Linked DNA regions of Gasterosteus aculeatus: region 1 is linked to region 2. A link is a contact called in public Hi-C data. All regions are on one chromosome and are shown on one strand. The core of a region is the stretch at or near the end of the contact, and the rest is flanking DNA. Distances in the headings are between cores, read along the strand shown. Region 1 overlaps robo2 (roundabout, axon guidance receptor, homolog 2 (Drosophila)). Region 2 overlaps robo1 (roundabout, axon guidance receptor, homolog 1 (Drosophila)).

Region 1 (3,809 bases), core at 118-2,617, 170 kb before region 2:
GGGAGACTCAGTTAGTGTAAAGTGAATATATCTATGAATGATTTTCAGGTTCCCTTACAGTGGCTACAGGTTATCACTCTTACACTGAGGTGAAGAGGATTTTCTTAATGCAATCATATGCTAGTTTATAATCCAGACATTTGTACAAATGAAAAACAATGTAGTCCAACAGAACGTAAAGTAGTACAGACGGACATGGAGGGGTTTAGCCAATAGGTTGTGATCAGCTTGCCCCTGCTCTGTAGTGGTCATTTCACTTTAGATTTCAATGCTGCGGTTGTACACCAAAGCCACTTTTAATCCAAGCTGGAACAGTGCCCCAGTTTGTTATTCTCATTTGTCTGATTCAACTTTAATAAGGATGTAAATGGAATTGAAAGTGTTTAAATTTCTGCATCCAAAAGCTTCTTCATCCCTCTTAGACCTATCCGTTTGAGGGTTCAAAATCAGCGATTTAAAAAAAACAAATATATATATTTTACGATTTTACAATGTTTCACTCTCCTGCTAAACAACTGGTTTAATGGAGGAATTAAAATGGCCCGCACTGCAGAGTTAATGTGATGACTCGCATCAATCATCAAAATGGGAGGGCTGAGGTGACGGAAATGGAGATTGGGATTGGTCCAACCTGTGACTGGTGGAATGATGGAAGGGATTAAGATGTATTACGTTTTGAATGCATAAACCTGAAGTCTGATTGAATTCCGAGTCGTGCTTTTGCATTGGACACACCCTTCCGCCGTTGTCAAAGGCTCACGACCTGCTCAGACAAAGTGAGAAGGAGAAATCATACACACATACTGGAATATTATCAGCACTACATTGTGAGTGATGATTCATGTGTTTGCTTTGTATTGTTTGTACACATTAGCGGTATGTAAAACAGAGTTTTTTGTTGTCACTGAATGGAAAAGCTTGCAAGGCCCCATTTTTCCTTTCTTCTACCTGTCAGCTCCCGCTTTTGTTCTTCACAGCTGCAAGTTGTGCCTCTCTTGCCTTCTGTAGTCAGCAAATCCGCACTCCTTTTTCTGCTGGGATTTAAATATTTTTTCCTTAGAATTAAATTTCCCTCTTGTCTTTCACTCGGTTCAGCCAAATCCACTGGTTGCTAAGCGATGGCCGATGGCATCGCGGGGCTGTCCAGAGGGAGTGGGTGCACATCTCCCCGGGAGCCGTGGATCTTCCCAATCATTTGGCTGTCACCCTTCCCCCCCGCCCCCTCCGTCCATCCCCGCAGAACTAACCCATCACCCAGCCCCTTTTCAGAGGTAATCTGAGGGTCCTTGGAGAGGGAGGAGCTTCCTCTAAGAGTCCACTTAGGAAGACAAAAAGGTCTGGAGTTGTATTCACTGGGCAGCATAGCCAACAAAGCCGGGCCTTGTGAATGGCGTCAGTCACTGTTTAGTGTGTGTGGTGATTAATGCTGCCAGTGTGTAGTAGAGGAGAGAAAAGGTGAGATGGCCTGAGAACACAGGGCGAAACTGTGTGTGTGCTGGGTGTTGTTGCAAGGGTTGGTTGATCCTGTGAATCTGAAAACAGGGTTACCACACTTAACGAATCCGATTGGTTGCAGTAGGGGAAACTTCCAGGAATATGCCGCTCAGCAGCTGCCTGGTTCGTCTCTTTAAACCACGGTGCTGCTTTTGAAGCTGGATTAGAACATGCTCTGCATAGTGGACATGCACGCCTGACCTTTTTTGCTATTCTCAGACCTTCTGCATGCTTGTGCCTGATGTTGGAGCCGCCGACGTCACTACCGTCATAGGCGACACATGCTGAGACGCCCCAACTTAAATCCATCCAAGAGGCTGTGGTGGGGAGGGGGGGGGGGGTCTTTGGTGGTGTGCAGCTCACTATCTGCCACCGGGGCCTGTGGTTTCAGTGATGCTGAGTCAAGAGAAACGCACACCCCGGAGAATGGTTGTGTATGTGTCAGGGAACCGAGGAGGGGAACGGTTTGATTGTAATCAAATACAGTTTTAACAACGCAATCTTTTACCGGGAAATAGCGAGGATGATGTTTTATTACCCAGAGCGCCGCGGAGACGAACAGCTCTGTTGATGGGCATGATTGAAAGAGAGCGGTTTAAAGTACCGCCCCATAATGGAAAGTAAGCCCAGATTAAAATAGTCTAGGTGAATGATGAGGCAGGCTGAGGTCATTGTGCTAGAGCCGCTGCGAAGTCTCGCCCCCAAATGCGATTGTTCTGCTTGAGTTGGCAGCGTTTAGGCAGCGTTATTGTAATTGCGGTTCATTTGCTGGAATAGGCCCCGCTGTAATGATGGACCTTCATCCACAGGAAGCTCCCCTCCTCGACTGTCTCCCACGCTCTCATCACTGTCAAGGAAGCCGCTGTCCTCTGCATCAAAGTCCACTGCTGTTTGGTCTCTGATTAGCGTAAGAAATGAGTGCAGATTAAAGACAAAGCTGCTGATTGTAAGAGGAAGTGAACGAGGAGGGGGCAAAGAATGAGGGGAGCACTCCGCCAATGGAAATCAGCGTATATTCCCCTGTGTTTGTACGCGCGACAGATAAGTGTTACTTGACCAGTGAACTATGATATTTTAACAGCCCGGTGCGGCTGCTCTGCGGATCACGTTTAAACAGCTATCGCTCCACCTGTTCAGCATATAAGAGAATGGACTTTGCATACTTCCTTTATGTTCGTAGTACTGCTCGACTATCAATGAAGATCAAAAGGATTCACAGGCTCTTTACATTCTGGGAGCATGCCGGTTAAGGCCCTTACATTTCCATAGTGCAGAAGGTGTAGAGAAAATGTCAGCAGGAGATAATGCACATGGTTGATTTTTCAATAAGACCAGCAGAACGCAGGCGAGGTAAAACTTTCCCCCCTTTTTTTTTTTTACCGCCGCTTTATTAAGCATCAGCCAAGCGTACCCGTGACATTTACAGAGCAGAAAAAAGGTCTAATGCCTTGATGTTTTTGCCTGGAGAAACAAAGACAAAGCAGCTGAGAGATACAACAGGAAGAGGTGACGCTTTCATGCAAACAGGTAGGCGGCGGTAAAGGATCAATATCTTTCCTAAAATTATTTATATTTCACAACTTCCCCGACCCAGCTCGTTCAGCATTTCTCTTTCTCACACACACACACACACACACACACACACACACACCAAACTAGCTGTCGTTGGCATTGTCCATGAGGGTGGAATTCAAACACTGAGGGGGTTGTTGTACACCTGCGATGGTGAGTATATTAGGAGTGTGTGTGTGTGTGTGTGTGTGTGTGTGTGTGTGTGTGTGTGTGTGTGTGTGTGTGTGTGTGTGTGTGTGTGTGTGTGTGTGTGTGTGTGTGTGTGTGGAGGTTGGGGTGGGGGAGGAGTGAGATGATGAATTGAGCATGCTGACTCTGAGGTAAAGCAAGAAGTCAGCCCCTTCACCTGTCCCACACACCTGTACTTACAGAATACACACCTGTGCTTACCCTCCTGGGCCCCCGAGACACAGATACAGTCCTTTCTTTATTCTCTCCCTCACTATGTTTCGCCAACAGCAGATTGAGGGTTTTGGGGAGGCGGGCCAACCGACGGACAGCGTGAATCTAATTACTGTTATATGATTTCTGATGATTAGCCGATAGTGAATAAACCCGCATTGATCAATGGCAAATACCAAGCCAGCGGTTACAATACAAACTGCCGCTACGTGGGACGGATTGCTCAGTTGCAGTGTGGATGTGACGAGCATTCTTATCTTCACAAAACTCGATTATCTTAAGAGGATGCCAAAACGCTGACAGGGAGTCAGGATGGAGTACGACACAAGCCTCTGATGCTT
Region 2 (4,105 bases), core at 239-2,738:
CAAACTCATGTACACTTACAGTCAGTGCGGTGTCAATTATATTCTCTCAGTATTCACAATTTAATACATATTCCCTCTTCTTGTCTTCATACTCAATTTTCACTATTTTCTTGCTGTATGTAAACATGCCAAATGCAGTCACAAGTCACAAATGAGTGCAGTGTTTGCCATGCGCACAGTCGCTGTTTTTGCACAATGCACCATTCCACAACATTGAAAAGGTGTGCCCTCTCTGCTGTGTGTGTGCACGTGTCTCCGTTCACGTTTTAGGGCGAGTCTACGGCGCAGCCTTGTGGTTGGATGTGGCTCTCCACCATGTAGGATGGAGATGGGCTCCTGGCAGACTACGTCCGGCTTTGTTCCAGTTATCATAACATATTTGATGTACCTCCTTACCCCTCCTTAGCTCTCTGCTGCGTAAGAAGGTCTCAGCACTCCCCCTAGTGGTCTTTGAAAAAAAGTTCACTTGCCAAACGCTACTCGTACGTTTTGGGAGTTTTAGTGATGTGATCACTAGTATTCATTCATTTCCCAAAATGTGATACTAAAAATATTTTTAAAAACCATTCATGAAAACAATATAACTCTTACCTTCCAGCGCTGCTTACAACTTCTCCTCCTCTCTGATATGCAACTAAAAAGAGAGAAAATAAGTTAATAAACATGATTTAACACTTATATTATTGTCACCACATATTTTCTTTTGGCTACTATGTTATTAATTTGGTTTTGAATGGATTTGTTTTGTGAGCAATGATAGGAATGCTATGTCTTAACAAGTGTGAGATATTGTATCAGTTCAAATGTGCATGTGAGTGAATGTGTGTGGCATCATTTCGGCTGAGTCACACACGCGGCAACAGCAACAGCAGGAGGAAGAGGAGGAGGATATAAGAGGCTTACGAAGAACAGAAATGCAGAGCTCTTTGGCTGTCTGGCTCGAGTTCAGCATGTTTGAAGCTCTGCACACTGAAAGTTGGACTCTTTCAAGGCGCTCTAAGCTGCCCGTGTGTGAAGGAGAGATAAACCTCCAACTTTAATTACAATCTCCTCCCTGAGAGGAGAGGAGGTGGAAGAGAAGGAGGTCGGCCCTTCAGCTGTCTCGTTTTGAAAACAGGAAGTGTGGCTTTGGCCTCCACACATAGAGTTCTTAGATTAGCTCTCTCCAATGCGAACCAAAGTATCACGATCTAATTCTCGATTGAAATCGTAGCCGAACGCAGTGTGACGTCACGCTTTCACACTGGCTGCCAGCAGCAAGGATTTTCTTCTTTAACAGGCAGAAACCTAAACACAAAAGCTCAGAGTGGGTTTCACCTGACAGATTTGCCACGGATGAAAAAACAAGCTTGCAACTGCAATTATTCTACCTGATTGCAACCCTTCCGGCAATCAGAAACAACGCTGCCACTGTTACATATGAGGTCCGAACAGACCGGATCAGCCAGTGTAACCACGAACCCCAACTGTAATATACAAGTCTCCTGCTCTCACCTTGACTTCCTCTCACCTATTCACTGTTTCACATTCAGCAGAGCACTGAGCACTGCCAACACCCCTGACACACCTCTAGCGAACAAATAACTTCAGGTGGATGAAAGTCAACGAGTGGAAGAAAAAGGAGGAATGTAACCACACATTTGCAGAGAGAGAGAGAGAGAGAGACACACACAAAGAGCTTTTCTTATATCTGTTTCTCCCTGTGTGACTTTAATTCAAAGATAACCTCCTTAGCTCCGCTACTGCTTGCCTATCTAATTGGTATGTTGGCGTGCTGGTGGTGTGTCATTCTCTTAAATCACGTCTGAAGTCGCTAGCAGTGCTTTGATCAAGTTAACACTAGTCTTAACAGGCTCTCAGTGGTGTGCAATGCTCTCCGTGAAGCTGCTCCATCACAACAACAACAACACATTACGTGGTGGAAGTGTTGACAAAAGTAGACGACCCATTTTGTATTTAAAGTAAAATAAGGAGGAAAGTGCTTACCTGTTGGTGTGAAAGTAAAGGATGGCACTGTAATGACAGAAGCAAACAAATCATTGATTAGCTGTTCATCAGTACTGTCTGGGCCCCTAGGACTTCATTTATAGGCCTCATCAATGCATAGTAACTTGGCCTGTAGTAACAAGCTACTCGCTGGCCCCTAGTCTTTGATCCCTGTATACTGTATATCTCCTGGCCCCAACTTGGGGATAGTGAGTGTTGAGCCAGCTGCTGGTTCAAATCCCTGGCTCAGACTGTCAGAGACCATCTGGGCAGGGGGTCACCCACCGGGGAGATATCCGTTGCTATCGCGAACACTCGTATCATCACCCACGCAACTCAATTACTCACATTTTAGCTGGGAAGGGGCCCATGTGCAAAAGAGTAAGATACCGTTGGCAGACTTAGCCAAAGTATGCGTTGATGCCACAATGCACCGTGCTGGACATCCAGAACGCTACATAGAAAATGTTCAGTATAGAAATGTTGCTGCCTGTTTCTGACCTACAGAAGGAGACGACTGGGATGAAAAAAACGGTTTCATTTTCTCAAACAGTTTGCTCAAACACCACAGCAGATGCACACATACACATGTCTCAGTTCAGCCAATTTATCCCCAACAAGTGCATATTGTTGCTTCATGTGGTTGCAATTATACTCCTTTCAAAACATTCTCTGTAACCAGTTCCTACAAAGACCACAGCCACAAGGGGAGGAGGGGGGGGGGGGGGGGGGGGGGGGGGGCATGTCTGCCTACTGTGCCCCTGAAGAGCTTTGTGAGTTTATGTGAGTTAACATCAACATATAGAATCACAGAAAGTCAGAGGGGAACCTCAGCCCACAGTCTTCTCTGCCCCCCCCCGCCCCCCGGCCACAGATCAATACTGGCACTCATAAAGTCTTCAAAGGGACTATTCTGCATCAGAGCATTGGTTCTGAATAAGTCGCAGTGGTTAAAAAATACAGGTATTGCCTTTGGAGCTGTTAGCTTGGATAAAGACATCTCAGAAAGCGGCACGACTGCAACACTGAACCAAACAGCAACATTCAACAATTTTTGAATTTTGAAGATATACGGTCCAATTAGGAAAATCCACATGGGTCTTTAAGATGTTCAAGATAATATCTTCACCATACCAACATGTAGAAAGCCACAGCTGTGACCATTAGAACCCCAACATGTAAGGGGAAGAATTGAGAAAGACCACAGAGCTTAAGGAACAGCTTAGTTGAGGTGTCTCTCACTTTCACATGACTCGCAACTCCTACTTTTAGAAAGGCCGCGGTGGATTCACCCATAGACTGTGTTGTCTGTATAACAGCCGCAGACGTCAGTCCATTGTCTGTGTACGTCTCAGGGTTGAAGGGCGGATCTCCTCTAACCCGGGCTGTCAGCAGTAAACCTGAGACCGGGGATAAAGACAGCGCAGGTAGCGCCCACGGGCAGCAGCTGCACAGCCCAAGGCCACACATTAATCCAGCCCACACATAAATGAGACTCAGAAAGAAAGGCTAATAGCTCTCTTTGTACTCTAACCATTGTGGGCAGAGGTGGGGCTTGTCATGAGCCACGTCACTTTAACTCAAGTCAGGTACAAACCACATCTACGTGACACTGTGGCTAATCTACGAGGAAATGCAGCTTGGGGAAGCGATTTTGGGGGGATTTTTATAAACATATCATGAATCTGATTGTTTAATGCTCAACGATTCCGTATACAGAAGATCCCCCTCTGAACAGACAGTGAGCGTACTTCAAGCATGTGTAAATGTCAGCGCACTCTTGACAAAGAGGTATTATGGTAAGACATCCTCTCTTTCCTAGCACAGTCACAGAGGAGTTGCTAAAAGCAGAGTTGTTGGACCTCAAAATGTACTTTACTGAAAAGACTCTTCACAAGCCCTTGCAGAATCAGCGTGACAGACGTATGAAAAAGAAATAAAAAACGTCTTCGTGCAGCACTCTCAGCGGGGGCCTCACATCCCATCCTGAAGCACTCAGTTGGACTTTCAGTGAGACTTCACCTTAGGCTCTCTACACAGACGCCTCTCACTGTGTGACATGCAGTGTGTGAAGTAGGTTTGCAGCATTTGGGATGCAGAAGATGGCGATTGTTTGGAA

Evidence for each region. A called contact is a pair of places that touch in the nucleus more often than the background predicts.
Region 1: a Hi-C map of skeletal muscle shows a contact between it and region 2, with 11 times the contacts expected there. The contact joins two enhancer-like sites. A contact is called at or near these places in 5 of 6 Hi-C or Micro-C datasets (liver, skeletal muscle, tail fin and 1 more).

The regions. Positions count from the first base shown.
Region 1 is chr1:13,959,154-13,962,962 of fGasAcu3.hap1.1, reverse strand. All of the region lies in intron 1 of robo2 (roundabout, axon guidance receptor, homolog 2 (Drosophila)), which reads left to right. Among protein-coding and RNA genes, the nearest start is that of robo2, 87 kb to the left of the region's middle. Within about 2 kb of position 1,367, at least 2 of the 9 cell types and tissues checked have open chromatin away from gene starts, as enhancers often do.
Region 2 is chr1:13,784,179-13,788,283 of fGasAcu3.hap1.1, reverse strand. robo1 (roundabout, axon guidance receptor, homolog 1 (Drosophila)) reads right to left here. Exons shown (of 31, transcript XM_078098242.1): 20 at 1,987-2,013; 21 at 592-634. Among protein-coding and RNA genes, the nearest start is that of robo1, 190 kb to the right of the region's middle. Within about 2 kb of position 1,488, at least 4 of the 9 cell types and tissues checked have open chromatin away from gene starts, as enhancers often do.